4 separate regions of the Mus musculus genome follow, and regions 2, 3 and 4 are each linked to region 1. Evidence: chromatin contacts called from public Hi-C, HiChIP or PLAC-seq and promoter capture Hi-C data. All regions are on one chromosome and are shown on one strand. Each heading gives the region's core, a stretch centred on a gene start, on an enhancer-like site or on the middle of the called end of the contact. The rest is flanking DNA. Distances are from core to core; before and after follow the strand shown.

Region 1 (2,778 bases), core at 85-2,584:
GAGCTCAAGGCCAACATGGAATACAGAGGGAGTAATAGGGCCACACAGAGAAACTGTCTCAAAAAAAGAAAACAAACCAAAAAGGGTCTCACTTAGCTCAGGCTAACCCCTAACTCCCTACATAGCCAAGGATAATGTAGAGCGCGGGTCTCAACCTTCCTAACGCTGTGACCCTTTACTACAGTTCCTCAACTTGTAGTGACCCCCAACCAAAAATTAATTTTCAATGTTAGTTCATAATTGTTATGAATTGTAAATATTTTTGGAGACAGAGATTTGCCAAAGGAAATGCCCACAGTCTGAGATCCTGCTGCCTGCACCTCTGTGAGTGACATCACGCTGGGTGTGGGCAGTGCTGGGAACCAACCCCAGGACTCCAGTCATTTTAAGCCCATAATTTGTAAACTTATGAATTAAACAACCATCACAATAATGTAGTTTTAGAACATTTTACAAAGCCTGGAAATATCTGTGTGTGTCCTTTTATGTTTATTTTTATGTTGTCCAGGTTAAACAAATGGGCTCAAGCCAGCCGCCTATCTCAGCCCCGGAGGGGTTGGGACTACTATATTTCTTTTACTTAAAACATTATTTTTGGGGCTGGAAAATGGATCAGTGATTAAGAGGACTTATTGACTATTCTTCCCAAAGACACACATGTGATTCCTAGCACCCACATGGCTTCTAACAATCATGTCTAACTCTGGTTCTAGGGGATGTGACATTCTTGGCCTTCTCGGGCACTGCATGTATGTTAGACACAGACTTGCTGACACAAGCTGACCAGACAGCTACACATAAAAGTATTCCATTTTGCCTGGCGGCAGACGGTCACCCTAACTGCCCACACTGGGTCGAGGCTCTGGCCCGGATCCGATGCCCGGGCTCTAGGCACACACGGAGGCCGGCCTGAGGCCGGTGGCGGCTCTCCTCACTCTCGTCGCCATCCAGGCAGAGGCGGAGGCGGAGGCGGCCACGGGTTCTGGGCTGCGGACCCCTCGCGCAGGATCGGAGCTCAGGCCTGGCGGCAGACGATCACCCGAACTGCCGACACACGGAGGCCGGCGGGAGACCCGGAGCGGGGACGGAGGGCGGTGGCCGCTCCCTGCACACTCGCCGTCATCCAGGCGGAGGCGGAGCGGGAGGGGCGGGGCCTGGCGAGACCCAAACAAGCGCACGTGCGGGCCGGCCCGCCGCGGTGACGTCACGGCGCGTCGGCGCGCGCGCCCGCCTTACCCTTGCCGCGGGCCGTAAAGCGCGGAAGGTCGCAGGCCCCCGCGGTCCCGGAACTCTGCGCTCCGCGTCCCGCCCCGTCCCCATGCCCTGGCCCCCTTTCCGGCCGGCGCAGACCCTCTTCAGCGGCTGGGCTGCCCTTCACTTCCGCCGGGCGTTGCTGAGCGCGCTGCCCGCGAGATGCGGGCCCCTGAGGTAGGAAGCCGGCTGGGACCCGCGGGTCCGGGCGGCCTTCTGGTCCCGCGAACTCTTGCGCCCCGCACGCCCCTGGCGTCCGAGCTTTGGGCTCCGGCTCCCGGCCGTCCCTCCGGGTCTCTGAGGCGGTGCCACCGGTCGGGCGCCGGGATTGAGCCAGTGGAGCTGTGCGGGCCTCGGGGAGCCGCGCCGGCCGCCCCGGGACTGCGCGCCGGCTCTCCCAGGGCGGCCGACCGGGCCTCGGGGCGGGCTGCGGCTCGGGCGGGCGCGCGCGCACTGCTGTCACGGCCAGAGGTGGCCCCGCGTCTCTGCAGGTGGAATAGTTTCCCACCTTGTAATGTGCGGCTCGGCTGTGCTTCACCGACTCCTGTCAGAGACCTAGTCAGGGCCGTGGGGTTTCCGGTGGGTGACAGTTGTGTGTGATCCACGGTCTCCAAGCCTACTTTGCATGATGTCCGTGGGTGGGCGAGGGCCGCTGGCAGGGAGCAAGGCCAGAGGTCAACTTTGAAAGCCACAGGGATTTGCATCACTTTAAAAAACTAACTTCATATTTTTAATATTTACTGGCTTTGTTTGTGTGTAAGGTAGAGGTCAGTAGAGAAATTGGGGATGCGTTTCTCTCCTCCAGATGAATCCAGGGATCGTTCCTAGCCGATCAGTCAAGTACCCAGGTTTTTTGACTTTTACCCGCTAGCCATTTTTGTGGGCCCAACTCTCTGAAGCTCTCTTTTTTTTTTCTTTTTTTTTCTTTTTTTTTGGTTTTTTGAGACAGGGTTTCTCTGTACAGCCCTGGCTGTCCTGGAACTCACTTTGTAGACCAGGCTGGCCTTGAACTCAAAAATCCGCCTGCCTCTGTCTCCCAAGTGCTAGGATTAAAGGCGTGCGCCACCACGCCCGGCTCTGAAACTCTCTTGATACCTCCTAATGCACCTGTTGAAAAAATAAAAATCTGCAGTCGGGCTGGAGAGATGACTCAGTGATTAAGAGCACTTCCAGAGGTTCTGAGTTCAATTCCCAGCAACCACATGGTGGCTCACAGCCATCTGTAATGGGATACCCTCTTAACGGTGTGCATGAAAACAGTGTACTCATATACAGTAAATAAATAAAAGGAAAATCTGCAGTCTGGACCAGTTGGGTCACAATGTCCAGCAGGTTCTGTCCTTCCTTCCCCATTCGTTCATCCATCCATCCATTTTAACATAGAGTCTCACTAGTAACCCTGGTTTACCTGGAAGGCAGAGAGTCACCACACAGGCCTTCGGTTGGTAAGCAAGTGTCCTGTGGGGTTCTGTTGTGTGGGGGAGTGTGGCCGTCCACCTGTCTTTTTGACCAGCAACCCATCTGTGG
Region 2 (2,700 bases), core at 51-2,550, 180 kb before region 1:
AATGCCTAAGAACTATACCCCCTGCAGTGCCTGAGAACACTTATATTTCATATACTCACTGATCCTTGGTGTTTCTAAATTTGTTTTATCCTTATAAAGTGCTATCAGATCTGAAGGCATTTCATTTACTAATAAATTTGATCATTTTCCTTCTTTTTTTTTTTTCTTTTTTGTTTTTCAAAACAGGTTTTCTTTGTGTAGCTTTGGATGTCCTAGAACTTGCTCCTCTGGAGACCAGGCTGGGTCTCGAACTCACAAGAGATCCACTTGCCTCTACCTCCCAAATGCTGGGATTAAAGATAAGAGCCGTCACCTCCCAGCTTGAACATTTAATCTTATGTGCTTGGCTTTTAAATTTTTATTTGCTTACAAAGAATTGGGTTTCATTGTGACATGTTTAAAAATTACATGTACATGTGTGAGTGAGTGTGTGTGAGTGAAGGTGCCCATGAGGCCCAGAGGCATCAGATCCCTCTGATGCTGTAGTCACTGGTGGTTGTGAGCCACCCACTGGGTGGGTGCTGGGAATCAAACTCGGGTCCTGCCTTAGGGTTTTCATGGCTGTGAAGAAATACCATGACCAAGGCAACTCTTATCAAGACAAACATTTCATTGGGGTTGGCTTACAGTTTCAAAAATTCAGTCCATTATCATTTATCATCATGGTGGGAAACATGTCAGCAGGCAGGTAGACATGGTGCTGGAGGAGCTGAGAGTTCTAGATCCTGATCTGAAGGCAGCCAGAAGGAGACTGTCTTCTGCAGGCAGCTAGGAGGAGGCTCTCTTCCACAGTGTGCATAGGAAGATCCATCCAAGCCCACTCACACAGGGAAACACTTCCTCCAACAAGGCCACACCTACTCCAAGACCACACCTCCTCATAATGGCACTCCTCATGGGACAAGCATTCAAACACATGCATCTATGGGGGCCATACTATTCAACCCACCTGGCAAGGGTCGTATGCCTGTACTTGCAACTGATCTCTCCATCGGTTCATTATGCCATCAAATACAATTTGTTTTTTCCTATCTTCACCCCCTCTCCTGAACCCTCCCTCCCCTCAGTAGCTTCCCTTTCCATTTTTGTGTGACATGTGACCTTTTGCCCCTCCTCCTTCTCTCAACTCTTCTTGTGATCTCCTCTCTGGTTTCACAGTCTACATCCATTCTCGCAACCCCTTCTTTGCCAGACACAAACATTAGAAGTTAGGATCTACACGAGATAAAGAACATGTTAACTTTCTTGTCTTCCTGCTTCTCCCACAGAGGTGAGCACACACCCATGGTTAAAGTTGCACTGCTCACGATAGCTATTTGGCTTCCCTTTTCTGTGACCGACCTCTTCCTATCTTCTGCCTGCTCTTCTGTCACATTTGCAGTTTCTGTTTTTTCCCCATTTGCAGAAGAACCTTGTATATGGACATCAATTATTTGTCAACTATAGATATTGCAAAAATCTTCCATTATCACATGATCAGCATTGGCTTTGATGTCCATCATCAAACATGCATCTTTAATTTTAATTTAGGTACACCCAAACTTCACCTCATTATTTGTGCTCTCAAAATATACACTCCCTATGCCTAGATTAACTTTTCTTTCTTTCTTTCTTTCTCTCTCTCTTTCTTTCTCTTTCTTTCTTTCTTTCTTCCTTTCTTTCTTTCTTTCTTTCTTTTTCCCTCTTTCTTTCTTACTTTCTTTCTTTCTCTCTTTCTTTCTTCCTTTCTTTTCTTTCTTTTCTTTCTTTCTCTCTTTTTCTCTTTCTTTCTTTCTTTCTTTCTTTCTTTCTTTCTTTCTTTCTTTCTCTCTATTAGATAGGATCTCACTATGTAGCTCTGGCAGACCTGGAACTCTGGCCTCACTCTCATTGACCTCCACTTGCCTTGGCCTAAACAGTACTACGATTAAAAGGATTAGATAATAACATATTATTGTTTATTATTGTTGTTATTTTAAACTTTAATACATTTAAATTTTAATAATTTTTATTATTTATACACATGGCTGATTTTCCTGCATGTATGTCTGCACCACTTGCATGCCTGGTGATTGCAAAGGCCAGAAGAGGGAATTGAATCCCCTGGAACTAGAGTTATGAATGGTTGTGAGCCACCATGTGGTTGCTGGGATTTGAACTCAGGGTCTCTGGAAGAGCAGTCGGTGCTCTTGATCTTTGAACCATCTTTCCAGCCCCCCAGTTTTATTTTTTTAAAGATTTATTTATTTATTATATGTAAGTACACTGTAGCTGTCTTCTGACACTCCAGAAGAGGGAGTCAGATCTTGTTACGGATGGTTGTGAGCCACCATGTGGTTGCTGGGATTTGAACTCAGGACCTTCGGAAGAGCAGTCAGTGTTCTTAACCGCTGAGCCATCTCTCCAGGCCCAGTTTTAATTTTTAAGTTCAGGCTTTAATTCTCTTGGGCTCGGTCTTTGTATGTGATATTATGCAGGGTCTAGTTTTATTTTTTTCCACAGAGTAAGTCAGTCTTCTCTCTATTATTTATTAAATAGCCCATTCTTTCCTCCACTGGGAAGCAGCATCACACACTATATAAGTTTCTGTATAAACATCAGTCTAGTTCCTGTGTCTCTGATCTGTCCTGTGGATCAATTTATCGGTCTTTGCATCAGGGAACTGATTGAGATTTTAGGGGGTGGTGATATCTGTTGTTGTTATTGTTTGTTTGAGACGGC
Region 3 (2,700 bases), core at 65-2,564, 250 kb before region 1:
TTGCCAGGCAGGCCAGCAGTTCACCTCTACCTCTGAAGGGCTCCAAAGCCACTGCCCTTCCCTAACAAGAGAAAAGAGGAGGAGGCTGGGGGTGAGGGCACTGAATCAGCCATGTCTTTATTACAAGATTGTGAGGTGACAGATTTGCTGATAGGTGGACAGATATACAGTAAATTCATAAGTCAATAAAGTAAATAGAAATTCCCAGGATAAACACTTCACTAGTCTTCCACAACTCAGAACTAATGCAAAAGGTCCACAATGAACCCAATAGAAAATGCTTAAATAAAAACACAATCCAGCTATGCGGCTTCCCAAAGCTGTCTTACTAATAATGGCTTTTATTTCCATACAATATAATTTATAAAAACATCTGGAAGGCTGGCCCGGTGGTTAAGAGCACTGGCTGCTCTTTCAGAGGACCAGGGCTGCCAGCATATACACAACTCCTCACAAACTTCCCACAAATCTCCAGTTCCAGAGGATTGACACTCTCTTCTGACCGCCAGAGGGATGGCATGCGCATATGCATACACACACTCATACACAAAGTAAAATAAATCCTTTTTTAAAGTCGTCTGTTCACTCACCCAATGCACCCAGTGAAATATGTTTTGGGATTTTTTTGTTTCATTTTTATTTAAAATTGTAATAAAATGTGTACAATATACGTTTCAGAAATAAATATTCAGCATTTAGATGCGCATTCACACGGTGGGACGACGTAAGTTTTTAAACATTAAATATAACTATATATAATATTTAATTATATAATATATAATATTTAATTATTTAAATATATAATAGATACTATATAATAATTATATATAATTATATGTGATTAAATATTAAATATAATTAATTTCCAAATATTAAATATATTGTGGCTGAGTTTATATATTTCATACCCCCCAACCCCTGGGACTAGACCAGACCTCCGCCCTAGTGACTCTTGTCCTTGGCACCTCTTGAAACTGCCGAATTGAATACAGTAAGTTTCCCCCTTGAAGATGCGGTTCCTTGAAGATGTAGAAGTTGCGTGCCCGCCGAGGAGGTGGTCCTGACAGTCACCTTCAATGCGCTGGCATCCACCAGCAGCCGGGCACACCTGGTGGGCACGCCCTCTACCTGCCCAGGGCTACCTGGCGGGCCGCGCTCAGCGTCTTGCTCTCGGGGCTCGGGTCCCTGCGGGCCAATGGGGAGGCGGCTCCGGGCAGCAGCCGCGTCCCACCGAGTGGCCAATGGGAGCAGGGCATGCAAATGAGCAGGTGCGGTGGCGGCCGGCCCGTTGCGGCTGCCCCGGCTCCCGAGATGTTAGAGGCGCGCTGGGCAGCCGCGGAGCAGACTGCCGGGCTCCGAGATCCGAGCTCCGCTCTCCCGCCATGGCCCCCGCTCCGCCCCCCGCCGCCTCTTTCACGCCCGCCGAGGTCCAGCGGCGCCTGGCGGCCGGTGCCTGCTGGGTCCGCCGCGGGGCCAGCCTCTACGACCTCACCAGCTTCGTGCGGCATCATCCGGGGGGCGAGCAGCTGCTGCTGGCGCGGGCTGGCCAGGACATCAGTGCCGACCTGGATGGGCCACCTCACAGACACTCCGACAACGCCCGCCGCTGGCTGGAGCAGTACTATGTGGGCGAACTGCGAGCGGACCCGCAGGTACCAGGCGGCCCGGGGCACTCCCCGCTCCCTGCCTCACACCCCTCCCCCAGTCCGCCACTTTAGAGAGCTCAGATCACCTGCCCTCTAGGAGAACGCAAGGTGACAGCCTCCACCCTCACTTCCCTCCGTTTTCCCAGTTTCTCTCCAGGTAACCGGTCACTGACACCCCCTCTCCCATCCCCCTATTTCCCGTTCCTATCACCAGGAGCTTGGTGTTCCCGCTACCCCCCTGACCCGGCTGCATCCTCCTTCCAACATGTCCCTTCTGCAGCCCCCCTACCGCCTGACAACTTCGACTCCTGTTTCTGCCTCCAGCCACTACCTCCCACCCCACCCCCTTTCTCTCTTCTCTTCCTTTTCCTTTATCAGCCTTTCTGGTTTCCTTTCTTGTTTCAGTAGTGGGTCCCTAGGCTCACCTGGCCTCAGTTTCTCCATCCCACCACTCTCTTGGTTCAAGGAGACACAAATCCAAAACTCTGCTCTGCCCCCTTCAGGGGCTCCTGTGGGTGAGTGAGTGAGGGGCCCGAACAGCGTTTTATTGATTCTATCCTCCAGCCCCCGGTTTTATTTCCGTCCTAAACAGTGTTGTGGGTTTGAAAGAGTGAAATAAAATACACGAACCAGCTTGCTAAGGAGAAGTCGATATTTCTAACCCAGACTATGCTAAACTCTCGGTACTGCTGTGTGGTACAGACTCATCTTGGATTTTTACCTTCAACCCATCCTGGGTGTTATTCTCATTTCAGGATGTGGAAACAAGGGTTCAGTGAAGTTCTATAAATGTCTGAGGTCAAACAACTAGGTAGTACAAAAATCAAGTGTTTCTTATTCAAGAATCAAAGTCGTCTCCATCTGGAGGGTTGGGAGACAGAGCTCTTGGTAGACTCAGGTGGAGCCAAGCTAACTCCTTATTCTCAAGCCTGATAGCAGGACTGGTGACAGCAAGGCCATCGTGATTAGGTTAAAGCAACGGTTGGTCCTTGTTGCTCGCGATCTTTCAAGTGCTTTTAGATCTTTAGATGAAAGGACATGCTGTCCACTGTTC
Region 4 (2,700 bases), core at 138-2,637, 150 kb after region 1:
ACAAACCAAACCAAACCAAACCAAACCAAACCTAAATATCTTGCAAACCTAAGACAAGTCAAAACTTGAACTTCTTAATTGTTGTCAGACACTATGTCTTCTCTAAGAAGTATGTCCCAGCAGATACATGAAGAAATAGCCATGTTCTTGGTACTAGAATAGGTATGCTTGGTAGTGCAATTTCAAGAGGACAATGGGCAGTTAGACTCAAAATATATGCATTTTGAGACTAGGTCTCCTGTAGCAGAGACTGGCCTTGCACTCTCAATCTTCCTCCTACACCTCCCAAGTACTGGAGTTAAAAGTGTTCACTACCATTCCATTAAAATTTTGCACTATTTTAAGAGCATCCTTTTTGTGAAGTGCCTAAGTCATTCAAACAGCTTTACACAACTATCATGACTTAAAATGTATCCCAACAGAGGGAAAGTACTTCTCTTATCCCAGTATTTGGGAGGCAGAAAAAAAAAAAAAAAAGCCACGGGATACATGAAATTCTTGACTCAAAAAAAAAAACAAAAAAAAAAAAACAAAACTAAATACATATCCACACACATAGGATGTAACTCTGTTTTGTTTGTTTTTAATTGTTTTTTGAGACAGGGTTTCCTCTGTGTAGCCCTAGTTGTTCTGGAATTTGCTCTAGTGGCCTCTGCCTCCCAAATTCTGAGATTAAAGGCCTGTGCCACCTATGCTCAGATCATTTCATTCTTAGTTGTATGTATATGCATGTGTGTCTGCGACTGCAAAGGCCACTAGAGAGCGTTCTATTTTTTTAAAAAATATTTATTATTTATATGTAACTACACTGTAGCTGTCTTCAGACACACCAGTAGAGGGTGTCAGATGTCATTACGGTTGGTTGTAAGCCACCTTGTGGTTGCTGGGATTTGAACTCAGGACCTTCGGAAGAACAGTCAGTGCTCTTAACCGCTGAGCCATCTCGAGAGAGAGCGTTCGATCCCTTGTAATCTAGGTGTTGGAGATTATTAAGGAGGAAACCGAGTTCAAGGTAGCCTTGTTTTAAAACAAGATACCTAGTTTCAAAACCAAAAAATGGGTAAGTATTTTGGTTATGAAATGAAGCGATTGGGCGAGTACTAAGTAACTCTGCAGAGCTCTAGGACGTTAACTCAATTAGATCGCACCTAGCGAGATGGAATTTTTTTTTTTTTTCCTCCTCTTTTTAGCATTTCGAGACAGGGTTTCTCTGTGTGGCCCTGGCCGTCCTGGAACTCTCTCAGTAGATCAGGCTGGCCTCAAATTAAGAAATAAGCGACTCAGGACCTTAAAGTGCTAAGCTCCGCATGCTTATCTTCCTGGGGGCGGAGCGTGGGTGGAAGACGGACGCGCGGGGCAGGAACTGACGTCAACTCCGCGCGGGTCTTTTTCCGCTCCGTGTGAGTGGCACTTGGCGCGGGCTTGCGTTCGGCGCTGGTGTTGGCGGGGCGCGGAGCATCTCTGCAGGTCGGCTCGCGTCGGGACCATGGCCACCGACTCATGGGCGCTGGCGGTGGACGAGCAGGAAGCCGCTGTCAAGTCGGTCAGTGGCCTGGTGGGGATTAGGGGACTGAGGCGGACATGGTTTCCAGCACGGGGACCTCAGAGCCGGGCCAGCCCGCGCTCGCTGGAGTTTGCTGTGGGCGATCACTTAGCGCGGCGGATTTGCTCCGACAGCGAAGAAAACCCGCAGCGAGCTTCTTATCCGAGTTTGGACTGAAAAGTTGCTCCCATGGTGACATTGTCTTTATTAAGTGTGTGAGGCCCCAAACTGGCCCTTCTCTTGACCTCTTACAAGAAATGGCAACATAAAATTCTCTCTTTTTTTCGTTGTTGAGGGGTAGTTTTTGAGTGAGTTTATGCTGCCTTTCCCCTAACAGCCCCACATTCATGCTTAACCGCCAAGCGGCAGTTTGTAGCTCGCCAGAATAACGGGTTTTGTTTGTGTTAATGCTTCACTTAGCAACAAATGCAAACTGTCTAGTTGCTATTTTAAGTGTCGTATAGTTTTTGTTAGATTGTTTTTGTGTTTTTGGAGGGGTGCGTTGGTGGGTTCGAGACGGTGTAGCCCAGGTTGGCCTCTGACTTGCTAATTAGCTGAGACTGGCCTTGAGAGCTCTTGCATCCCTATCCCTCCGCCTCCTCTTAAGTGTATGAGTTACAGCTTTGCTGCCTGTGTTTTTGACACAGCCCAACTGGCTTCACTATTTACCTCGGGGTCGCCTCAAATACTTTCTTTTAATATCTTATGTTTTCTATGTGTGTGTATGGGTGTTTTGCCTGTTCGTATCTATGCACCACACTTGAGCCTACATATGTTAGAAGAGGGTTTTAGATCCCCTTGGAACTGGGATTTACAAACTGTTGTGAGCCACCATGTGGCGCTAAGAACCAAACCCTGGCCCTTCCGCAACAGCAGCGAGCTCTCTTAACTCTTAAACCAATTCAGCTGAAGAATGAGCAGTTGATTTTCTTTTTTTTTTTTTTTTTTTTTTTTTTTCCATTTTTTATTAGGTATTTAGCTCATTTACATTTCCAATGCTATACCAAAAGTCCCCCTTACCCACCCACCCCCACTCCCCTACCCACCCACTCCCCCCCTTTGGCCCTGGCGTTCCCCTGTACCGGGGCACACAAAGTCTGCGTGTCCAATGGGCCTCTCTTTCCAGTGATGGCCGACTAGGCCATCTTTTGATACAT

Evidence for each region. Promoter capture Hi-C pulls out the DNA fragments that hold promoters and counts their contacts. Hi-C and Micro-C count contacts between places; a contact is called where the count stands out from the background. HiChIP or PLAC-seq counts read pairs in DNA pulled down with a chosen protein or histone mark.
Region 2: a contact with region 1 is called in an H3K4me3 HiChIP or PLAC-seq map of bone marrow-derived macrophages, with 2.6 times the contacts expected there. The contact joins the enhancer-like site here to the promoter of 9430091E24Rik in region 1. A contact is called at or near these places in 3 of 484 Hi-C or Micro-C datasets (the HL-1 cell line, bone marrow-derived macrophages and nephron progenitors), 4 of 115 datasets of contacts at active chromatin or transcription factors (bone marrow-derived macrophages, embryonic stem cells and memory CD8 T cells) and 2 of 9 other capture datasets (adipose tissue and pancreatic islet).
Region 3: a promoter capture Hi-C map of stem cell-derived epiblast-like cells shows a contact between it and region 1, with 4 times the contacts expected there. The contact joins the promoter of Fa2h here to the promoter of 9430091E24Rik in region 1. A contact is called at or near these places in 4 of 39 promoter capture datasets (hippocampal neurons, liver and stem cell-derived epiblast-like cells) and 2 of 9 other capture datasets (adipose tissue and pancreatic islet).
Region 4: a contact with region 1 is called in a Hi-C map of uterus. The contact joins the promoter of Ddx19a here to the promoter of 9430091E24Rik in region 1. A contact is called at or near these places in 7 of 39 promoter capture datasets (the C10 cell line, cranial neural crest, embryonic stem cells and 4 more), 2 of 484 Hi-C or Micro-C datasets (Sertoli cells and uterus), 2 of 115 datasets of contacts at active chromatin or transcription factors (bone marrow-derived macrophages and pancreatic cancer cells) and 2 of 9 other capture datasets (adipose tissue and embryonic stem cells).

The regions. Positions count from the first base shown.
Region 1 is chr8:111,144,054-111,146,831 of GRCm38.p6, reverse strand. It overlaps 9430091E24Rik (RIKEN cDNA 9430091E24 gene), which reads left to right and starts at 1,334. Exons shown (of 3, transcript NR_040364.1): 1 at 1,334-1,428.
Region 2 is chr8:111,323,996-111,326,695 of GRCm38.p6, reverse strand. The region is part of intron 4 of Mlkl (mixed lineage kinase domain-like); the gene reads left to right. Among named protein-coding and RNA genes, the nearest start is that of Mlkl, 13 kb to the left of the region's middle. Within about 2 kb of position 1,300, at least 7 of the 459 cell types and tissues checked have an H3K27ac peak or open chromatin away from gene starts, as enhancers often do. A contact at or near this core is called in bone marrow-derived macrophages, where this site is marked.
Region 3 is chr8:111,392,435-111,395,134 of GRCm38.p6, reverse strand. Fa2h (fatty acid 2-hydroxylase) reads left to right here and starts at 1,314. Exons shown (of 7, transcript NM_178086.3): 1 at 1,314-1,652. The coding sequence starts at 1,383.
Region 4 is chr8:110,996,510-110,999,209 of GRCm38.p6, reverse strand. It overlaps Ddx19a (DEAD box helicase 19a), which reads left to right and starts at 1,387. Exons shown (of 12, transcript NM_007916.2): 1 at 1,387-1,543. The coding sequence starts at 1,487.